Linked DNA regions of Sus scrofa: region 2 is linked to region 1. The links are chromatin contacts, called in public Hi-C maps. All regions are on one chromosome and are shown on one strand. The core of a region is the stretch at or near the end of the contact, and the rest is flanking DNA. Distances in the headings are between cores, read along the strand shown. Region 1 holds the start of APLN (apelin). Region 2 holds the start of XPNPEP2 (X-prolyl aminopeptidase 2).

Evidence for each region. Hi-C and Micro-C count contacts between places; a contact is called where the count stands out from the background.
Region 2: a contact with region 1 is called in a Hi-C map of liver, with 4 times the contacts expected there. The contact joins the promoter of XPNPEP2 here to the promoter of APLN in region 1. A contact is called at or near these places in 1 of 5 promoter capture datasets (liver) and 8 of 47 Hi-C or Micro-C datasets (embryonic fibroblasts, liver, mesenteric adipose tissue and 3 more).

The regions. Positions count from the first base shown.
Region 1 is chrX:106,244,527-106,248,857 of Sscrofa11.1, reverse strand. It overlaps APLN (apelin), which reads left to right and starts at 2,295. Exons shown (of 3, transcript XM_003360446.4): 1 at 2,295-2,673. The coding sequence starts at 2,607.
Region 2 is chrX:106,331,849-106,336,661 of Sscrofa11.1, reverse strand. XPNPEP2 (X-prolyl aminopeptidase 2) reads right to left here and starts at 2,837. Exons shown (of 22, transcript NM_001004048.1): 1 at 2,689-2,837; 2 at 1,503-1,747. The coding sequence starts at 1,551.

The DNA of each region.
Region 1 (4,331 bases), core at 1,046-3,545:
TTTTTCCTTTTTAGCCTGCCCCATGGAGTATGGAGTTCCCAGGCCAGGGATCAGATCTGAGCCGCAGTTGCTACCTAAGCCACAGCAATGCTGGATCCTTAACCCACTGTGCCGGGCCGAGGATGGAACCTGCATCCCAGCACTCCCAAGAGGCCACAGATTCTGTTGTGCTACAGCAGGGACTCCTTTTTCTTCTTTTTTTTAAAAAAATGGCTGCACCCTTGGCATATGGAAGTTCCCTGGCCAGGGACTGAATATGAGCCACTGAGCCAAAGCTGCGACCTATGGCAATGCCTGATCCTTAACCCGCTGCTCTAGGCAGGGGATCAAACCTGCGCTTCCACCACTGCAGTCAGATTCTTGACTCACTGTGCCATAGCGGGAATGCTTGCTTTCTTTCTTTCATTTGTTTTTTTTTAATCTGAATGCTTCTATGAACCTAGTTATGGAGACACTCCTCTGCAAATGTATGGACTTGTTCAATCAGGTGTTGGAGGATCATGGTCCCTAAAAACCATCTTGCAAAGAGTTGATTCCCAATTTGCATGGTGTCTTTATTATCTCATTCGACCCCATGCCAGCACTGCATCGGGAAGCATGGAGATCACCATCCCCAAGAGGTCTGGTACATTTAAGTGACAGCAGCAAGGCCCTACAGCAGATAAGGGTGGAGATGAGAGATCCGGTGTTTCTCCTCCTGGGTTGAAGGCTCTTTCCAGGGGCAGCACGGAGGGAGGGCTGCTAATGCCCCCTGTTCCCTGCCTGGGCCTCACAAATGAAGCGAGGTGCTCTCCCTCCCACCTCTCCGCCTTTTCGCTACTGGACTGGGGTAATGGGGCCATAGGCCATGAACTAGAACCCTATTTATTCCCTTCCCACTACCTTGACATACACAATAGGAATGGTTTCGAAAAGTTCGTGTGTATCTTCAAAATTATGTAGGGACCACCAACCATGTCCCAGGCATTGCCTAGGTCTGGGGATTCAGCTGTGAACAAAGCAGAGATCCCTGCTATGGAGCTGACAAACGTGGAGGGAGACTGATTTTAAAAATTGTGCTTATACTGGATTGTTTTAACATTTCAAAAATACGCTACCTCTACTGTGGTCCCTCCTATCTTTGGTGGCACCATACACATGGCTGTGTTTTTTTTTTGTGTGGAAATCTGGGCTTGCATATTGAGCAAACCGCCTGGCTGGCTGAAATGTGGAAACACCTTTGATTTAGGCTTTTAACATGTGTTGAGTGCCACCTATGTGCAGAGCCCGATACTGGGGACTTTGGAGAGATGCAGAAGCATAAAGAGACAAGGTCCTATCTGAGGGGATTCCCAGCGTCGTGAAAGACGGAGTCTCTTTTGTCGGGGGCCCCCAGGCTGTAGGAGCTGACAATCTGGTCTGGGAAGGGAGGCAACTTCAGGACCCACTTACAAAGGGTACATGCACAATGAATCCAGCCCAGACTGTTTGGAGTTGGGTAAAAGGCCTCTGATGATGATGGGGAGCAAGAGAGGGGATGCCATAGAAGCTGTTGCATGTCCCAATGGTGAAGAGGAGCCCAGGGGCGGCCTCTCCTGGATTACTGTCATCCTGGCAAGTCTTCTGAATGAAATGAGATGAGATTGGAGGCGCAGCTCTAAGTCTTGAAGAACTCAGCGGAAGAATGGGATGGCGTGGGGTGGGGGCACTCCAGGTAGAGGGTGTCTCCTGGGGGGGCCGGCGAAAGGAGAAATGGGGACGCTGGGCAGTTAGGCAGGCTTGGGCAGGACTGAAACCCAGATGCAGAGGAGAGCAGAGGGCCCATGAGTGAGGGTCTTGGCCAAGTCCTTACAGCTACTGAGCGGCAGTGGGAAAGGACCAGATCAGAGGGAGGGCGGGTGAGTGGGGGCAGCACCCTGGGTTTCTTGACAACTGTTAAGGAAGCCTGGTGACAAAGGGTTAAATATGCCCCTCCACTGCCCCAAATGCTTCCTGTGTTTGAAATCCCTCAGGTCTCCAAACCCTCTGGCCCCTGGCCAGGCGGGCATTGTCCCGGGGAGCGGTTGTGGGCTGTCGGAGCGGCCTCGCAGCCTTTGTTGTGGGGCCACCTCGAGGTTCCCTCTCGCGCCCTGGCTGGGGCTGCCTAGTGCGTGCCGCCGGGAGGGGGCGGTGCGGGAGGCTCGCTCCCTCTCCCTCTTCCTGGCCCCCCTCCAGCCCTCCCGATGACCACATGACCAAGTGGGCTCGCGGCCAAGCCACAGGCTACAAAATGCAGCCCCTGGAGTGAGCGGGGCGCATTCTCGCTGGCAGCCTGAGCCACGGGCCGTTGGAGTCGCGGCCGAGCAGTCAGCCACTTGGAAAGAGCTCGCTGCCGCCCCCGGAGCCGCCGCGGCCAGCTGGGCGGCGCTGCCCCGCGGCGCAGAGGGAGGCTGCGGGAGAGAGGAGGAGGCGGCCGGCCAGCGGCCCGCGGCGCGGCTCGGGGCGCACGGTCTCGCGGCCCGGGAGCCACGCGAGTTCCGCGCCCGCACGCACAAGCCGCGGCTCGCGCCTCGCTCGGCCTCGGGGCTCCCGGCCTCTCCGCCCCCGCCCCCTGGCCAGGGCTGCGCGGCGGCGGCCGGAGGAGCAGCATGAATCTTCGGCTCTGCGTGCAGGCGCTCCTGCTGCTCTGGCTCTCCCTGAGCGCGGTGTGTGGAGGTGAGTGCGCGCCCTCCCGCTCGCCTGGGCGGCAGCCCGCGCGCTCCCTGCCCTCCGCCCCGACGATCGCGCTCTCTCCGCCTCCCGGGGGGCCGGGCGCGAGCCGTGCAGCAGCCGCCACGCGCCGGGCGGCCGACTGACAAGGCGCCCGGGGCCAGGGGCCGGCCGGCCGCGGGCACCGCTCCTTCCGGGGTGCTCGGCTCGGCCTGGGGCATCACCCCCGCGGCGCCCGACCCCTCCTGGCTCCCCCTTGCATCCTGAGGAGCTCAGGGCCGCGGGCGTGTTCTCGGTGTCCGGCGCCCCGCACCCCACGTGGTGGAGAGCATGTGCGGGGAGGGGGGGGGCACGTCCCGCTGCCCTGGTGGATCATTGGAGGGAACTGACCTGAGTCCGGTGGGCTGGGTTCCTGCGTGGAAGGTTTTCTGGTTCCCAGCGGTTAGGGGCCGCCGGCCGGTCTGGGGGCGCGGGCCACTGGGGATGATGTGCCAAGATGCAGACGTGACACTTGTTGCATAGGCAGGAGCGCGCGGCGAGGGCGGCGGCGTGGAGCCCAGCTGTTGCTCCTTTCAGCCTGCATGTGAGCAGAGGCAGCCTCCCCTGGGCTGGGCCAGGCAGGGCCGGGCCAGGCTGGTCTCCTCCCTTACCCCCAAGTCCTGTCTGGTCTGCTCTCCTGCTCCCACGCAGAAGGCCCTCCTCGCAGTCTCTGTTCCCCACCAGGGATTCGGTTCTTCGATATCCTGGCCCCGGCCTCCTCTCTGCCCCAGGCATGGGCATGCTTGACCTCAGTCTCTGTCTCCAGGCACCAAACCAGGAAGCAGCGCCCGACCTGACACCTCCATGCAACTCGCCCCCACCTGCACCACACCCCCACCTGGCATACTTGGCACCCGTGCTCCCTCACCCTCTCCAGGCCTGGTCCCCACCCACACCCCAGCAGCCCCAGACAGGGCTGCCTGTCCTCCGTGCGTCAGTGTCTCCTGGGGCTGCCAGCTCTTACCTCCAGCTGCCACAGTCCTGTGATCTGGCTGTCACTGCAGAATAGGCAGGCGGGGACCAGGGGGACTAATGCCAGTGCCAGGGCTGGAGTCGCAGGAAGAGGGGTGCAGGGGGAAGGAGAGAGCAGGACAGTAAGTTTCTTAGAGGAAGGGCCCAGGGCGCTACTTGGTTCCAGATTCTTCAGAACAGAAGGATGTCCTACAGCCCTGGAGCCTGTGAGGGACCTGGCGGGGCGCCACTTCTCTCTTTGTAGGTCACCTCCTCTCTCTGCTCTTGCCTTTTGGCACTGCCCTGGCCCTGGGAGCTCTGCCTGGCTTCTCAGAAAGGTGAATTGGTTGGATCTGGCACCACCTGCCTTCAGCTAGCTGTCCAGTGGTCTCTCTCCGCAGGGCCCAAGCCCTGGGGCAGCCACGTCCTTGGTAAGAAGGGAGCAGGCCTTTTCCTCACAAACTCCCATCGGGCCGGCAATGGTGGAAAGAGAACGAAAGGTCCGAAGGCAGGACACGGCACGGGTCTGCCCTCTGGGAGCATGCCATCCCGTGCAGTTGGCGAGACCAGGCACCACGTGACACCACCGCTGGCAAATAGTCCAAGGTGGTGCCTTCAGGGAAGAGAGAGTGGGTGCAGAGAGGGCGTCCCAGAGGAAGATGGCCCTTCCTGAT
Region 2 (4,813 bases), core at 1,588-4,087, 87 kb before region 1:
GTGGCTGTGGCTGTGGCCGGCAGCTGCAGCTCCAACTCGACCCCTAGCCTGGGAACTTCCATGTGCCGAGGGTACAGCCCTAAAAAGACCAAAAAAAAAAAGTAGAGAGATTTAGTTTCCAATTGAGGTTCTGCCCCTGATTTGGCGTATCCCAAGGAGAGTTGCCCAGTATTCACTGAGCAAACCTTCCCTAAGCGCCTGCTGTTTGCCAGACACTGGGCTAAGTCCTGTAGGCTCTGGGCCGTCACACCCTGAAAGTCCAGTGGTCTCTGATAGGCCTTCCCTCCACGCCTCCCCACCTTTTAGGGGGGAGTCTCCCCAGAGGGTAATGGGGGTCCGAGTTTGGAGAGACACTATTCCTTTCTGAGTGAGTTGAGCTACAGAAGGGAGGAGTACAGCTGGGTTCTGACCTCGTGAATGCCCCGCCTGCCTGTCTCTCTGTCACATAAATTCAAGGGGGAGATGGAAATCACTGGCAAAATGGTGGTATCAAGACACGAGAAGCAAGACACAGGCAGCCCAGGTCCCTCTAGATGCCCAACTGGTGTTCTCTGTGGCCAGGGCTGTGGCTCCCAAGGGCAGGCTCTGCAGCTGGACCACTCTGTGGTCCTTGGCACAGGGGGCCTGGCACTGGGGAGGTGTCAGGAATTGGGTACTGAAGGAATCAGCAGGGTCTTACTGCCACAGAACAAAGGGAAAGGAGGCCTCCTAAGGCCAGCGGGGAGTGGGTGTGGAGGATACTGAGCTGGACACTTAGCCGTGACCAAAGAGGACAAACGACACCATAGGGGTGAGAAAGACCGAACTTTGGTTAACTCCTCCAAGCCCTCTTCTCCATTAGGCATTCATTGACTTCCTCGTCCACCCTGTCCTTACCCAGCCTGCATTGCCAGTCTTAGCAGGAATCCTGCCAAGTCAGTTTAGAGAGATTCCCCCACCCTTATTATCTCATGAACCTTGCTATCGGTCAAATTCCTTATCTCCCAATCTCGATTCCTATCACTTTGACCTGCCCTCATTACGAATCCTCTTATATCAATTTAGTGAGAATCTCCCCACCCTTGATGTCTCCTCTTGCTCGTTTTCCACCCACTGATCCCCTCGCACTCTGCTCCTTGACAAGAAGTCTTCAGCCATTTTGCTGTGTTCAGAGTTGAGCCCGATCTCACTCCCCTATGGCAGCGCCCCTATTGCAATAGTCTTGAATAAAATCTTCCTTACTCGGGCTAGAATCAGTTTTTTTTCTTTAACAAGTGGGAGTGGAAAGGGACTAAACTGCACTCGAGTTGAGTCTCAAGGGCTCCCAGGAGACTCTGGGCCCTGGGGTTCCTCTTCCTCAAGACAGAGGGGGACCAAGAAGAAAAAAAAAAAAAAAGAGAGAGAGACACCCTGGGTCCAGCCTTCACAGCCACCCTTTCTGAGCCCAGAGGGGAGAGGCCAGAGCTGCTCTCCAGCTGGACCTGCCCTCCCAGTGTGCGAGCGAAAGATGGGGATGCACGTACCACAGATGAGGACAAGCCAGGGGTAGCAGCCCCAGCACGCCTGGGCCATGGATCTTCAGACGCCGGTGCTGGATGGATGGAGGGTCAGGGGAGAGTGGGCAGGGCTGTTTCCCTGGCGTCTTCCTCCAGGCCTTTCCGGGGCAAGAGCAGCCAGGCTGTGGGGGCTGGCGATGGGAGGAAGGCGTCCAGCTGGTGGATGGGAGTCCTTCTCTGCTCTTTTGTTTCTGAAGATCTGGAGAGTGGGTCTGGGTGGAGAAGACTGCTGGCCCCCAGGCGCCCAGATAGGGTGTGAGGCCTCCCCGGGCAGAGTCCAAAGATCTCGGGAGACAGGAGCAGCAGCTGGTCTCCATCAGCCTGCTCCTCCCAGCCCCCCCTTTGCAGCCAGCCCCGGTCATTCCTGAATTCTGTCCCCTCCCCTCCAGCAAGCTGTTTCCCATTAGCTCCTTCACCCCGGGCTCTGGCTTCAGCCCCACTTTTGCTTTCGAGATTGATGTTTATCCTCCCTCTTCCTCCAAGCTGGCCCGTGTCAGAAAAAGCCCGTGCCTGTGACTTCTTTTAAACTGAGAGGCGAGTCCCACCAGGAAAGTTCCCTCTGTGAAAGTGTTAAGAGCCACCGGCAGAGGGGAAGACTGCCCTCCTCTCCGAATGATGGGGACGCTGGGGTTCCAGGCAGCTGTCAATGCCATTCGCGTCTGAGGGAAAGAAGGCCCCCAAAGGACTATCTGGAGGGATGCGGGGATGATACCGGAGACGAAAGAAGACCAGAAAAGGGAGTTTGGGGGCTCCCAGAAGACAAATTTGGTTAACTGGACTGCCCTTTCTGCCTAGAACACGTCTTTAATCCTCTGCCGTGCGGGTCACTCCCAACTAGCGTGACTCCCCATGGGGGAAGTGGGCAAACTGAGGCCAGCCCTGTCTCCACCTACCGCATCAGAGGGCAGTGCCCACTAAGTGCCCTCAACACCCCTTGACCAGAAAGCACTACTTCCGAGAGACAAACAGACCCAACGGACAGGTGCAGCCTAGCCTAGAGGACCCCAGAAGCAAACCACCCATTCCTTTGGATCTTTTTTTCCTCTTTTTTCAGCCGCCTCCATGGCATATGGAAGTTTCCAGGCCGGGATTGCTGCAGCTGCAGCAACGCTGCATCCTTAACCCACCAAGCTGAGCTGGGAATTGAACCTACCTTCTGGCACTGCAGAGACGCTACAGCAGGAACTCCTGGATCTTATTTTTAATGTATTTACACTCTGCTTACATCCATAACGAGTTGAAGGCAGCTTTCGAATAAGCCATCTGAATATCATAAATGAGTGCAGCGGTTCAGGGAACTCCGCCTCCAGGAGTAAAAGCAGAGGGCAGAGCCCAGAGCCTGAGGATAGACTGGGAGGGGGAATGAAGTGCTGCCTGGAGACCAAAGGACTGGGGAAATGCCTGCGCCAAGTCCCACCCCCAGGAGTCCCACTGTGGCACAGCGGAAACAAATCCAACTAGGACCTATGAGGTTGTGGGTTCGACCCCTGGCCTCACTCAGTGGGTTAGGGATCCCACATTGCTGTGGCTGTGGTGTAGGCTGGCAGCTGCAGCTCCGATTGGACCCCTAGCCTGGGAACCTCCCTATGCTACTGGTGTGGCCCTAAAAAGACAAAAAAAAAAAAAAAAAAAAAAAAGCCCCATTCCCGCCAATGTATTAGCCATCCCCAAGGACAAGCAGATAGACTCGCTGAAGTCACCTAGGGGAGGGACACCAAAGACAGCTTTCTGGGACAAACAGCCCTGCCTTGAGCAGTGATGACCCAGGAGCCAGACTGGCAGGGCTTCAATCTGTCACCCACCAGCTGTGTGGTCTTGGGCACATGACGTCACTTCTCTGAGCCCGCAGGTTCCTCCCTGGTGAAATGGGTAACAGTTGGGACGAACTTCGTAGGGGTGCAATGAGGGTTAAGTGCGTTAATGTTTGTGAAGCTCTCAGAACGTGCTTGCCACAAGGCGTCAAGTGCTGTCTAAGTGTTTGTTAAGTCAACTGTATAACTAGAGTGCAAACCATGCTCATCTGTACCTGGTTTTTTCTGCCCCTGGCACCTGACCCTGCTGAAATGGCAGTTAATGTTGTAGCAAAGATCAGCTGGGCTGAAGCGCCAACCCTGGGAAAAAATAACCTGAGCAGCCCTCCCTGCCCCATCCCCTGGACTCTGCCCAGGGATGGACTGAGACACTACCAAGGCTGCACACAGGACTCAGCCCTCTGGTTCTGTCCCCAGGGTCCCTGTCTTGGCCCTGGTGGTGATGATAGCCTGAACTCCTTTCATGCTCAGCTCCTCTCTTATCTTGGAACCAATGTCTTCACTTATTACTCTGGGGGACCTGACCCCAGGTTGGCAATAGTCCCGACATGGAAAGGAATGATTCAGGGCCGAGAAGGTGAATGGCCGAGAGGTCTTGCACCAAAGTTGTTTGGAAGAACCACTGCTCGCTGGAGTCTTGCTGTGGCTGCCCGGGCAGCTCGTCTCTCCAAGGGCAGCCGAAAGGCTGAATCCTAAAGTTAGAGAAGTCGTTCTTCAGGCGGCCTCCTGCCCACACGTCTTTTGGCCCCCCTGATCCCACCTTAGGCTTGCCACCCTGCCGTCTGACCTAGCTCTGCCCGCACTGGGTACCCAAGAGAGCCTGGCTTCATCAGAACGTGCCTGGCCACCTTGCATGTTCTCCCACTTGGTGACAATAGATGTCCTGAGTCACCAGCCTGACCACGATTAAGGCGAGGTGTGAGCTGGCAAGGCCAGAGCCACAGAGGGCTTGCTGGAAGGCTCGGGGAGCAGCAGTGGGGCAAACGTGGGCAGGAACTGCACAGAAATGGCACTGCAGGTAGAGGTAGTGGGGTAGGTCAGGGGGCAGATTGGTGGCAATGACATAAACAGGAGCCCAAGAGAGCATGGGCAGGTGGCACCATGGCCTGGAGCAGCCTGTGGCAGCAGGAAAAGTCAGAGACTCAAGGGCGCTGGGAGCATTGTGAAACTCCGCTCTAGGGATGTCCCAAGACACTGAGGAGGAAACCTCCAAAGGGGGCCTGAGGTCCTTTGGTTCTGCAGGCAGGAGGGGACTTTGGATCTAACTGGGGGTTTTTTTTGCTTTTTTTTTTTTTTAGGGCCACGCCTGTGGCATGTGGAAATTCCCAGCCTACGGGTTGAATTGGACCTATAGCTGCTGGTCTATGCCACAACAATGCGGGATCCAAGCCATATCTGCGACCTACCCCACAGGTCACAGCAACGCCGGATCCTGAACCCACTGAGCGAGACCAGGGATCAAACCCA